2 separate regions of the Mus musculus genome follow, and region 2 is linked to region 1. The links are chromatin contacts, called in public Hi-C maps. All regions are on one chromosome and are shown on one strand. Each heading gives the region's core, a stretch centred on a gene start, on an enhancer-like site or on the middle of the called end of the contact. The rest is flanking DNA. Distances are from core to core; before and after follow the strand shown.

Evidence for each region. Hi-C and Micro-C count contacts between places; a contact is called where the count stands out from the background.
Region 2: a Hi-C map of CD8 T cells shows a contact between it and region 1, with 5 times the contacts expected there. The contact joins two enhancer-like sites. A contact is called at or near these places in 14 of 39 promoter capture datasets (3T3-L1-derived adipocytes, the HPC-7 cell line, HPC-7-derived erythroid cells and 8 more), 4 of 15 datasets of contacts at CTCF or cohesin (the G1E-ER4 cell line, embryonic stem cells, large pre-B cells and 1 more), 108 of 484 Hi-C or Micro-C datasets (the AML12 cell line, B cells, the Ba/F3 cell line and 53 more), 28 of 115 datasets of contacts at active chromatin or transcription factors (the HPC-7 cell line, T-cell acute lymphoblastic leukemia, bone marrow-derived dendritic cells and 18 more) and 2 of 9 other capture datasets (adipose tissue and liver).

The regions. Positions count from the first base shown.
Region 1 is chr11:98,967,631-98,970,518 of GRCm38.p6, forward strand. Rara (retinoic acid receptor, alpha) reads left to right here. Exons shown (of 9, transcript NM_009024.2): 4 at 415-556; 5 at 2,527-2,687; 6 at 2,863-2,888. Among named protein-coding and RNA genes, the nearest start is that of Gjd3, 14 kb to the right of the region's middle. Within about 2 kb of position 1,496, at least 82 of the 459 cell types and tissues checked have an H3K27ac peak or open chromatin away from gene starts, as enhancers often do. A contact at or near this core is called in CD8 T cells and the N1E-115 cell line, where this site is marked.
Region 2 is chr11:99,122,914-99,125,801 of GRCm38.p6, forward strand. No RefSeq gene overlaps it. Among named protein-coding and RNA genes, the nearest start is that of Ccr7, 31 kb to the right of the region's middle. Within about 2 kb of position 1,473, at least 45 of the 459 cell types and tissues checked have an H3K27ac peak or open chromatin away from gene starts, as enhancers often do. A contact at or near this core is called in CD8 T cells and the N1E-115 cell line, where this site is marked.

The sequences.
Region 1 (2,888 bases), core at 246-2,745:
TCAGACTCTCAGAAATCCACTTGGCTTCAAGCCTCCCAAGTGCTGGGATTAAAGGAACTCTTTACCACACCCAGCTCATCCTGCTGTCTTTTCATGCTGTGTCCTGAGTCCAGGCTGTGAGTTCCAGATGCCTCCTTTCCCATCTCCAACCTTGTGTGTCCTGTGTCCTCTGCAGCCCTGAGTCTTTGTCTCTGAAAAAAAAAATCAGGTACAGGGATGTTGGCTAGGGAAGACTCCAGGCCAGCCTGTGAGATAGCGACAGGCTTGGGCTCTCCCAGAGAGCATCTTTTCAAAAGAGTCATCCTCCCCCATTTTTCTACCATTATTACATAGGCCATAGCAAAAGCTTAGGGGTAGCTGCTAGGCTGCTCCCGCTGTGGGTGTGGATAACCCGTCTCCTTCTCCTGTCCCCAGGGCTTCTTCCGACGAAGCATCCAGAAGAACATGGTGTATACGTGTCACCGGGACAAGAACTGCATCATCAACAAGGTGACCCGGAACCGCTGCCAGTACTGCCGGCTGCAGAAATGTTTCGACGTGGGCATGTCCAAGGAGTGTGAGTGTCGCAGGGCCAGGGGCCAAGCCCCGCCCAAGGTGGGGCGTGCAGGGGTGCTGTGTGTGTGTGTGTGTGTGTGTGTGTGTGTGTGTGCCTGTGTATACATGTGGGAACATGTGTGCCGCGGCAGGCGGGCAAGCTTCTAGTTAAGGATGCTTTGTAGATAACACCACAAACCTGGGAGTCTGGCTGGCTGCGTGTCCATGGATCGTTTGGTGTTAAGCCCAGAATGCACAGAGCGGTCCCCTTAGCATGGTGGTTGCTTGCATGCCTGCTTGTGTATGGGGTGCCTGCCCCCAGGATAGCTTTCTTCTGGGTTTTGCTTGGCTTTGGGTGTGGCTCAGTAGCTTATCCCAGTCCCTCCTGTATCTTAAGGGAGAGGCCTGAACTCGAAAAGGTGTGAAGTTGGTCTGTATGTATGGGGGGGCTGACATAGGACCCCCTGAAGCCATTGTCTGGATAAACCTGGAACCCTGAGTTGGAAGAGAATTGGGCTTCTCAGATCCCAGAGGAAAGGGGGTTTCCAGTTTGGGCTCAGCTGAGGCCCTGACGGAGGGAGGGACAGAGGGGAGGGCTGGACGGGGAGACCCTCTTGTGTTGAATCATGGGTGTTGCCGTGGTGACCAGTGATTGATGATGTCAGAGATAAATGACGCTGACAGACGCCTCCTTGTCTGCGTGGCCGTTGCCATGGAGCCCGAGCCTTGGGGGATGAGGTGGGGGAGGGGGCTGCAAGACCCCCTCCAGCCCTTTGTGGGGAGGGGTGCTGAGAAAGATGGTTCTGACTAATGCACCAGCAGCCCCAGCCAGGAATTGGGGAGCTGGATATCCTGCTGCCTCCTGTCACCAGAGACACGGGAGTGCTGGTCTTGTACTCAGGAAGTAGTGACTAGTGACGGTCCTCTGCAGAGTCTGTGACAACTTGGGACGTGCAGAACTGAGACCTTTTGGTAAAGGGGCCGTCACTTCCTTCTCCCTTTGCCCCACCTTCCTTCTTTGAACTATTAGAACAGGACGAGGGTGGGGACCCCCTCTCCTTCCCACAACAACTCCCCCTTTCTTTCTCTCCCTCCTCTCCCTCTCCCGGCTGCTCCGTGCCCCGGAGCTGAGCAGCTGCCATTTCAATAGAATTAAAGCTTCCGAATGATAAACGTCTTGTCACAGCTGCAATTTTCTCTTCCCAAATTATCCCCCACTCTGCCTCTCCCTTCTCTCCCCTGCACTTTATTGAATTTGCAGAATCGACATGAGTGATCTCCAAATTATGCCAGCTTCCCCCCCCATCACCCCCCCCCCGTCCCCTCCCTGGACCCCCACCCCCACCCTTCCTTCCTCCCGCGTCAGCAGCCGCCACGGAGGCCCTGTGAGTGATTGTGTGTCTGGGATAATCGGCTGGTAACGACCCCATCGCTTCTTTAAAGCCCGAGCGGTGTGTGCGGCTCAGCGCCCCCCTCCCAGCGATCTGTCAGCTCCCCGGCTAATGGGCCAAGAGATTCTTCTGCCAGGGGGCCCCCATTCTCTGGTTGGGGAGCCTTATTCCCTGCCTGCCCAGGGAAGCTGCTTTGAGCCAGTCTTAGGAATCCCCCAGGGAGATCGCTGCCAGGAGAGCTGGGACAGCAGGGATTCCTGGCAGGCACCAAAGCGGGGACTCAGTGTGTGTGACTGCCAACCTGGGCACATGTTCTTAGAGTGTGGGCTGCTGCCATGGGTGCATGACGACAGGGTACCACACACTGGCGGAGGGCATATGTGCACATGTGTGGTGTGGCCTCAGCCACAGTCCCAGGCCCTAAAATAGGATTTAGGATATGAGTCAGACAGGTTAGTGTGGGGCACTGTTTTGTGGATCTGTCTGTCTGTCTGTGTGTGTCTGTCTGGGTGGTGGACAGCATAGGCTGGACGACCCCGAGCCAAAAGCAGTCACTCTCTAACCAACCCATGTCCCCCCTTCCACCCCTCCCTCCCCCCAGCGGTGCGAAACGATCGAAACAAAAAGAAGAAAGAGGCACCCAAGCCCGAGTGCTCAGAGAGCTACACGCTGACGCCTGAGGTGGGCGAGCTCATTGAGAAGGTTCGCAAAGCGCACCAGGAGACCTTCCCGGCCCTCTGCCAGCTGGGCAAGTACACTACGGTATGCCAGCCGCGAGGGGTACTGCACACCCAGGCCGCCTCTGCTGCCCTTCCCCTGTCTCCTCCTACACTGTCAGGAAGTGTAGGCTGAGCAGAGGGCGAAAGGCAGCGAGCGGCCAGGCTGAAGCGGGTGCCAGTGCCGTAGCTGAGGCCCTGACCCTCCCTGCCTCCCCCAGAACAACAGCTCAGAACAACGAGTCTC
Region 2 (2,888 bases), core at 223-2,722, 160 kb after region 1:
CCATTGTGTAGACACTCCAGTTTTTGAAACTGCTTCCCTGTTTTGGTTGCCAGCTTTTGACCTTTAAAGAAAGACTTCCATGCACGCATTTATGCAGATCAACGCTTGGCTTCCATTAGAATTGTTTCCTTGGGATAAATTCCCAGGAATGAGCTGACTAGGTCAAAGTGGGGTAGAAGAGCGTTATGCCCCTCGCTAGGAATTGCTTTATTGCTTTCTAACGACCATCAGAGCTAGCTCAACAGCAGTGGTTTACAAACTGTGAGGGGTCAGCTTCAGGGCTACATGTTATTCACACCCAGAAAATCAACTCCCAGGTCCTTGACAATTACCCAAGGAGAAGGTGGGGGGGGGGGAATGGGGTTCACTGCCCAGCATTCTGGATGGAACCATAGGATGTCAGGAAGTCTAAGGCCCAGGGAGCAGAATGAATGGTGTCCAGCTTGAGCTGTCAACGACATGGTCTTGAGTTTGACTTCTCTCTTCGGAGGTCTCAGCCCAGAATGACCCCAACTGATAACCAATACTGACCTTAAACTCCTGATCCTTCCTGCCTTCTTCTGCTGAGTACTGGAATGTATAGCCATGTGTCACCTCCCCTGGTTGGTCCTGAGTTAGAATTCTGACGTTGCCACTGACTAGCCTTAGACAAGTTACTTTAACTGAGACATCATTTTTCTTTGCATCTATAAGGCAGAAAATGATAGTGATTCTGACCCCCCCATAAAAATGAGAGGAGGGGCGGAGAACTGGATAGGCAGTTAAGAGCACTTGTTCTTGCAGAGGACCCAGGTTTTATTCCCAGCACCCACAAGGCTCACAACTCCAGTTTCAGGGGACCTGACACCGTCTTCTGACCTCCGAGGGCACCAGGTACGGATGTGGTACACACACAGGCTAAACACCCCTGCACATAAAATGATAAATCTCACAAAAAGATTTAAAAGGCGATGGGGAGACTAAATGAAGAATTATTTATTATAGAGCAAGAGATGGGGATAGGACTAGGTGATAGATGTTTCGTCAGCATGCTCACTTCAGTGGCTTAGCCTTAGTTTCCATCTCAGCCCTGTGCACATCCTCCTCTGCTGAGTCTCCATAAGAGACCCCATTTCAGGTTCTCCAAAATTTCCCTCAGCATCTCCTTGTCTCTCTGAGGCCAAATAGTAGTAATCTTGGTGCTGAGACCTTGAGTCTGATAGTGTTTGGATGCCCCCTTGTGGGCAGTTGTTTTCATTTGTGCTTTCTCAGCTAAAGGTGTGCGTGTGTGTGTGTGTGTGTGTGTGTGTGTGTGTGTGTGTGTGTGCACGTGCGCGCGCGCGCATGCGGGGGTGGGGTGGGGGTGGGGGCCTCTGTTTCCAGATAAAACAAGGATATCCCCTCACCTTCCTTGCTGGCTAAGGAAGGGTGGCTTTACGGACTCTCCGCTTATCTGTATGTTGTAGATGGGAGCTGCATGTGCTGTGGGTGTGATCTCATGTGTGTGCCCTTCTTCCCATGTGATCGTTTGGACCCGGCTGTTGTGATACACTCTGATCACTTCTGCTCGTTCAGATGGACAGTCATCAGGTACTTTCTGAAGAAGCACCAGAAATCAAGACAGAATTATCTGTACCCCCTTCACTCTTAGATCAGATAGACAGCCAAGTACATCACTACATCTCAGAGCCTCCTAAACTGCAGGGAAGCCGCCTGGCAGAGCCGACTGCAGCTGATCCCTGGCTCCCCTTCATCTGTGGGGTTTGTATGAAGGACATGCATGAGGTTTTAGAAGAAAGCAAGGCTGTTTCTGAGTTTCTTCTGGCTTACACCAGGGGCTTTGGCCACGATACCCCACATATTCTATCGACTTTGATGTTTTCTGATCTTTATTCACTCTGCCTGAGGAATTCTTTTTCTTCCACCCTTCAGTCACGCTCCACCCGCTTCCCTGAAGAAATGAGAACCAGATTGCGTGGTTTGAGCAGGAAAACACTGGCATCCTCACACTGGCCACGGGTGAATGTTTCTCTGCTCCCACCCCTGCCTTGCTGGGAATCTCCAGCTGCCCAGAAGTGACATGGCCAAGCGGGTGGGGGGTGGGGCGGCGGGAGCTGAACTTTGGTGAGCGTCTCATGGACCCAGTTCCTTTTACATTTGGCCATTTGAGGGTCCCTGTGAGGATACCACCGAGCTTGTGAAATCGCAATTCTAGTTCAGCAAAATGCACACTCATCTGGACCTCTGTAGGTGACCCCGCTGGGCATATAAGAAGAGCCTTCTGCCCTGAAGAGGACCCAGGAAGCTCTCAGAGAAAAGAGACGGAAAGGCAATGACAATGAAGCTGTTTAATGTGGTTCAGACACTTGTACCGTAGAGGTGAAGGTGTGACCAGAACATTGAGTTGTCCTTTCTGTTGACATTAGTCTGGAGGAAGATGTCAGATAATATGCCAAAAGCCTGTAGGTGACTCTACATTTGATTATAATCAGAATATATAGTTTACTGAGTGACTTCAGTCAAAAACCTAACTTCTTTTTTTTCCCCCAGTATGGTTGAAAAGGCTAACACTGAGCATGGACAGTGTCTGTCTGTCTGTCTGTCTGTCTGTCTGTCTGTCTCTTTCAGATTTTGGAATAGGATTTTGCTGTTTCCCAGGCTGGCCTTGAATTCACTCTTGCAGCCTGGACTTGAACTTGTGACCTCAGGCCCCTGTGGAGATACTATGAGGATGGCCTGACATAGGAAGTGTGAAGCGTTTATCTGCAGGGCACACAAGCATCAGAACCCACATGAAAAAGCTGTGCCCCTGGAACCTCAGCTCTGGGGAGGTAGAAAGGAGGCTCTTGGGGGCTTGCTGCCCCAGCCAATTGGTTCAGTTCAGGGAGAGACTCAGAAACTAAGGTGGG